Regions from separate parts of the Mus musculus genome. Here region 1 is linked to region 2. Evidence: chromatin contacts called from public HiChIP or PLAC-seq data. All regions are on one chromosome and are shown on one strand. Each heading gives the region's core, a stretch centred on a gene start, on an enhancer-like site or on the middle of the called end of the contact. The rest is flanking DNA. Distances are from core to core; before and after follow the strand shown.

Region 1 (2,700 bases), core at 89-2,588, 170 kb before region 2:
TCTCAGCCCTGTGTTTTTGTGTAGCAGGACACCATGGTGGAGGGGTTCTTCATGGTGGACAGAAAGCAGAGAAAAACAAGATGAAGGAAGATGCCAGGGAGGTACTGACCTGTATCCTTCAATTGGGTCCCATCCCCTACCTTTTCATACTTCTAAATAACGCCATTATCTTTAGAGTCCATCAATAATGCTGTTATTTTTAGAGTCCATTAAGGAGTGATGTGTTTGTTAGTTCAGAGCTCTCAAGGTTTACCTGAGTATGGAAATGTCTTCCCAGATATACCCAGAGGAACACAGCAGTGATTTCCCAGGGACTCTACCAAATGAGTGGTAGATACTGAGTGTCACAGTATAGACTCTCTACATGGTCTTAGACAAGTCTTTTTGTGCATATGTGCTTTTATTTCTTGTGGGTAAGTACCTTGGAGGTATAGAGGTGGAATGTGAATGTGAAATATGAATATGGAATGTGCAGTTTGTAAATCCTTTGTGCACCCGTGAACTCACCATTGAGTCCTGGTTAGTTCATGCCTGTTGTAGGCAGTGCAGGAATCCCTGACTGACTGAAGTTCTATGTCAATGTCAACAGGGATGAAGCCATGTCAAGGACTCCAAAGCTTTGGAACCATGGGAAATTAGCAAAGCCATTGCCCATATGGTCCAGGGTCAAGAGAAAGACCTTTTCGTGGGAGTCTGTGTGTTCATGATGAATTAATCAGTGTAAGTACAGACTAGCAACTACAGCTTTCCACTCCCAGCTGCATACAGCCTGAGACTGTTCACCTACAGAGCCCTTCTACCGAGACTGGCTGCCCTCCATCTGCCTTACACAATCAACTCATGCTATTTCAGATTGTGGCAGGTGGCAAAACTCCCACTCAAATGAATCCCTTTACTATAAGTGTCTGTCCTTCCCTCCCTGTCCCAGTCAGGGTTCCATGAGTCAGCCTTGACCATGGGAGCCAGTGTATATAATTTTAGCCATTTTTGAGGGGTTGTAGTAACAACTCAATTGTACTTTAAATTTCCATTTCTTTGATAATTAACCACAGTGAGCATTTGTTTGGTTTTGATGACTCCATATTTGTTCCTGCCTTTATGAAGTATTTACTCAAAGGCCAATTGGAACCACTCCTTTGTTAGAGGTATTCTTTTTGGCGTTATATGCAACTTGTGAATATTTTCTCCGATTAGGGCTCTTGCTATTTTAGTGATAGCTGGTGATGAACAAAAGTTTTAAATTTTGGTGAAACGTAATAATCGTTTTCTGTAACCAGTATAAAGCCCTTCTCTTCCTGAGTCACAAGCATGTTCCCATCTTCATGTTTCCCACTAAAGCACCAAATGACTCCAGCGTTTATGTTTGTACTGATGATTCATTCAGACTTACTTTGGTGAGTGGCATTAAGGACCAGATTTACTTTTTCTCCATATGGACATTGTTTCTGCAGCTTTATTCATAGATCAAACCTTTCTTTCCGTTTAATTGCTTTTGATGCCCTTTGGAAAAGCAAGTGAGAATTTAAGTGCCAGCCTATTTCTGAGTTTTTTGCATGTTTCAGAAATTTATAAGTGACTTTTTGGGGAAGCAGAATATTTACTGTGTGAGTTTGTTTGGTGCTCTCAGCATGGGTTGGAGGCAGCAAAGCTGCTCTCTTGAGTCGGCGCACTGTTCTCTTCACAGGAGGCATGTGGTCTTCCATCCATCCTGGTAGCACGTTGCCTTGACAGATCTCACTCATGTCCTTTCTCTTGTGATTGGCAGGAAAGCCAAGGGCAGACTTCTGAAGGTGGCATGATGAGTGCATCTTAACACAATGCATTCCAAACAGTGATAGTCCCTCCACATCTTCCTTCTGCAGTGAGACCGAAGAGAGGCCAAAACTTATTTGTTGATCTTTAAATCAGTGGTAAACTATGTTTTGTGCCCTGAGAGATGCTTGTTAGGGAAGTGCTTTATCTACACGTTCATTGAATTAATTCACACATTCAGGGGTGTGTGTGTGTATGTATACATTTTGTTTGTTTGTTGAGAGAATATACAGGCATGTGTGTGTGTAATGGCATGTGTGTGGGCATGTGCAATGGCATATGTGTGGGCATATGCAATGGCATGTGTGTGGGCATGTGCAGTGGCATATGTGTGGGCATATGCAATAGCATGTGTGTGGGCATATGCAATGCCATGTGTGTGAACATGTGCAGTGGCATATGTGTGGGCATATGCAATAGCATGTGTGTGGGCATATGCAATGGCATGTGTGTGCAATGACATGTGTATGCAATGACATGTGTGTGTGTGATGGCACGTGTGTGTGATGGCATGTGAATAGAGGTCAGAGGACACCTTGTAGAAGTTGGTTCTCTCCTCCTACCTTCTGTAGCCAAAGGATTGAATCCAGGGGGTCAGGCTTGCCAGTTCAGTTTACTCATGGAGCAGTCTTACCAACTCTGTTCAGGTTTTATGAGATAGAGTCGTACGAAGTTCTCAGCTGGCCTTGAACTGGCAGTCCTCCAGCCTTAGACTCCTATGTGCTGGGGTTACAGTCCCATGCCACCAGGAGAGTTGTCTCATCCACTCACTCAGCATAGTGATATGCATCAGTTAGGCTGAGGCAGTCGGTCTTATTCAAGCCTTGTGCGTCCATCCTGAGATTTTGGCTATTATGGATTTTGTCTAATTTTTCTGTAAATCAGTGA
Region 2 (2,700 bases), core at 43-2,542:
ATAGAATATATATGTTCTATTTTTGCTTCTGTTTCCCTGCAGAAATGACTACTTTCAAACCCATCAGCACAACTGAATGGTTGTTGTTGTTGTTGTTGTTCATTATCTGTGATCCTTGACCAGAATGGTCACTTGTGCTCACAACTCTAAATCCAGTAGACAGAAAGACAACGGGACACGTGGCAGTCGCGTCGCTCCATAAATATTCGCTGCTTAAATTTTACACAAGAGAGAAGGGCCAGAGTAGGCAAGGGAACATGCCTTTCACAGAGAACCTGCCTTCGTTAGAAACCTACATTCCAGAAAACAAAACTCAGCCAGTGCCTTTTCGTGGGATTTAGTGGGACTGCCCTAAACCATCAGGGGTGGACACTGAACCTGAATAAACATACTTCAGGAGTCAACTTAGTGATGCACATGTCCCTGTGTTCAAAAACGTGTATACTCAGAGAGCTGGAGAGATGGCTCAGTGGTTAAGAGCACTAGCTGCTCTCTTCCAGAGGACCTGGGTTCAATTCCCAGCACCCACACGGCAGCTCACAACTGTCTGTAACTCCAGTTACAGATATCTGACACATTGGCCTGAAAGTGGTTTCCCTAGTGAGACAAAAGCAGAGACAGCGCACATGTTAAACTGCAACCACTACTTCTTTCCCTTCTGAGGTCCACAGTTGCCCGGATTCAAGAAATTCCCTCCTTGGGCACATATACTGTCACAATACAATTAATCTGTTGAAGTTCATTTCATCTATTAAAGGGCCAGGCTAAGAAGCTCATATTGTTACAAAGCGGGTGGGGAGGCATTCAGCTGCTGACTGGGTTATGAAGAACAACAAATGCCAGGAAATCACAACACTCTGACCATTTTTTTTTAATCAAACAATATTTTTAGTTTTGCCAATTATTTTGCTCACAGCTTCGAGCAACTAGTTTTAAACTTCCTTCTTAAAAAAAAAAAAAGCAAAGCATTCTGCCCCTGGGGAGGAAAAATGAAGACCTCAAAAGCAAGTACAAATTGCTCATTTAAAGAACAGAATTTAAGGATGCGGGGGCTTTTCTTCCTGAAACGCTCATCATTCTGCAGAAAGAATCTGAATCCTGTCCTGATTCTTCTTGGGCAGTGGAGCAATTTTGGGTTTTGTGTTAGTTAATTTTAATTTACAAAGAGGGGGGGCTCCATTCTTGAGACACCACCGTTGCTATGAGACTTCTAGGCCACAACAGATGGCCGCAAGAACAGTTCTCAGGCCAAGCCGGATCTCTGAAGCCCGCCACTCAGGCATACCATTAACATTCCTGGCATACCTTCAGAGACAGCACCCCAGGCCTCCTTCAGACTGGCTCTCCCGCAGCTCCTCTGTTGGCCTCTCTGGTCAAGGGACCCGGGTGGAAATTTGTTATAAATGACAGGATCATATGTTTTGGGGGGGGGGGGCTGGGGGGAAGGGTGTCACCTCACTTAGATGTGGCTCCAGGTGGGCACACCTGTGTATACACCCAAGGACACACCCCAGTGTAACCGATCATTTGTCTTTAAGCTTTGCCTCACACCAGGACACCGGTACTCTTCTTATGGAAGCAGATTTAGTGCCAGGACAGAAGGGCTAGGGGAGAGAAAAGTTGAAGAATTTCTAATTTTGTTTTTAAGAAAGAAAAGAAAAGAGAGAGAGGGAAGGAAGGAAGGAAGGAGAGAGAAATGAAAGGAAAGGAAGGAGAGAGAGTGAGAAAGAGAGAGAAAGGAAAGGAAGAAAGGAAGGAGAGAGAGGTTGAGAGAGAGAGGAAAGGGAGGAAGGAGGGAGGGAGGGAGAGAGAGAGAAAGAGAGAGAGAGAGAGAGAGAGAGAGCGCGCCAGGACCCAGGCCTGTTATCTCTACTTTCAGAGGCAAGTTCAATGTCATCTTCAGCCACTTAATAAGTTTGGAGGCAACTTGGGCTACATGAGGAAGAGAAGTGGCTGGTTTGTTTTATTCCACCTTGTTATCATAACTGAACAAATCACTCTGCTTTGTCCCTTTCTCTGTCTTCCAAAGTTGGATAATGATCCTGACCTACCTGCTATCAGATGAAGAAGTCAGTGAGGCGTGATTAATGAGCAACTGAGAAATTGTGGCCTAAAAGTAAGGTCACTAAACCCTCAGCTACCAAGAAGCAAAAGATAAGGGCAGAAGCTGGCTGCTCGCCTCCCCTTGGCGTCCAGCTCCTGAGCCCACCACCTGTGTGGCTGTCTCCCAGTGCTGACCCGAAGGCTTCACAGTCCCAGGTGGCGAGCTGTACTGCTCACGCTCATGCTGAAGTTTTGGGACCCAGTAAAAAATAAAAAACAAAGCAAGCCATAGCTTCTCGGGTGGAGTTCATTTACATTCCATCCCAGAGTTTTCTTGGCCTGCAGTGCAAAAGCAAAGTTGTCCTTGGAGCCTGTCGCCAGGGCTCACCTGACCATGCAGGGACCGCAGAGCCAAGTCCCAGTTTCCTTCTGTGCATCTGGCTGGGGAAGGGAGGGAGGGGGAGCTCTCCTGTCTGTGGGGTTAGTGGATTTGCCATAGATGCACAGCCGCCTTGGCTTTGGCTTTCACCCCAGAATCCAGTCTGTCCATCTTACTTAGGTCTTTTGCCTTCCAAAATCTCCCATCTGAGATGACAATTTCCCAACTATCCCAGAATAGAACCATTTGAATTATTGTGTGGTCTGTTTGTTTGTTTG

The links. HiChIP or PLAC-seq counts read pairs in DNA pulled down with a chosen protein or histone mark.
Region 1: a FOXA1 HiChIP or PLAC-seq map of pancreatic cancer cells shows a contact between it and region 2. The contact joins two enhancer-like sites. A contact is called at or near these places in 1 of 39 promoter capture datasets (embryonic stem cells), 2 of 484 Hi-C or Micro-C datasets (both in embryonic stem cells), 1 of 115 datasets of contacts at active chromatin or transcription factors (pancreatic cancer cells) and 1 of 9 other capture datasets (adipose tissue).

What each region holds. Positions count from the first base shown.
Region 1 is chr5:92,979,244-92,981,943 of GRCm38.p6, reverse strand. No RefSeq gene overlaps it. Among named protein-coding and RNA genes, the nearest start is that of Gm36764, 28 kb to the left of the region's middle. Within about 2 kb of position 1,338, at least 10 of the 459 cell types and tissues checked have an H3K27ac peak or open chromatin away from gene starts, as enhancers often do. A contact at or near this core is called in pancreatic cancer cells, where this site is marked.
Region 2 is chr5:92,811,678-92,814,377 of GRCm38.p6, reverse strand. All of the region lies in intron 2 of Shroom3 (shroom family member 3), which reads right to left. Among named protein-coding and RNA genes, the nearest start is that of Mir1961, 24 kb to the right of the region's middle. Within about 2 kb of position 1,292, at least 87 of the 459 cell types and tissues checked have an H3K27ac peak or open chromatin away from gene starts, as enhancers often do. A contact at or near this core is called in pancreatic cancer cells, where this site is marked.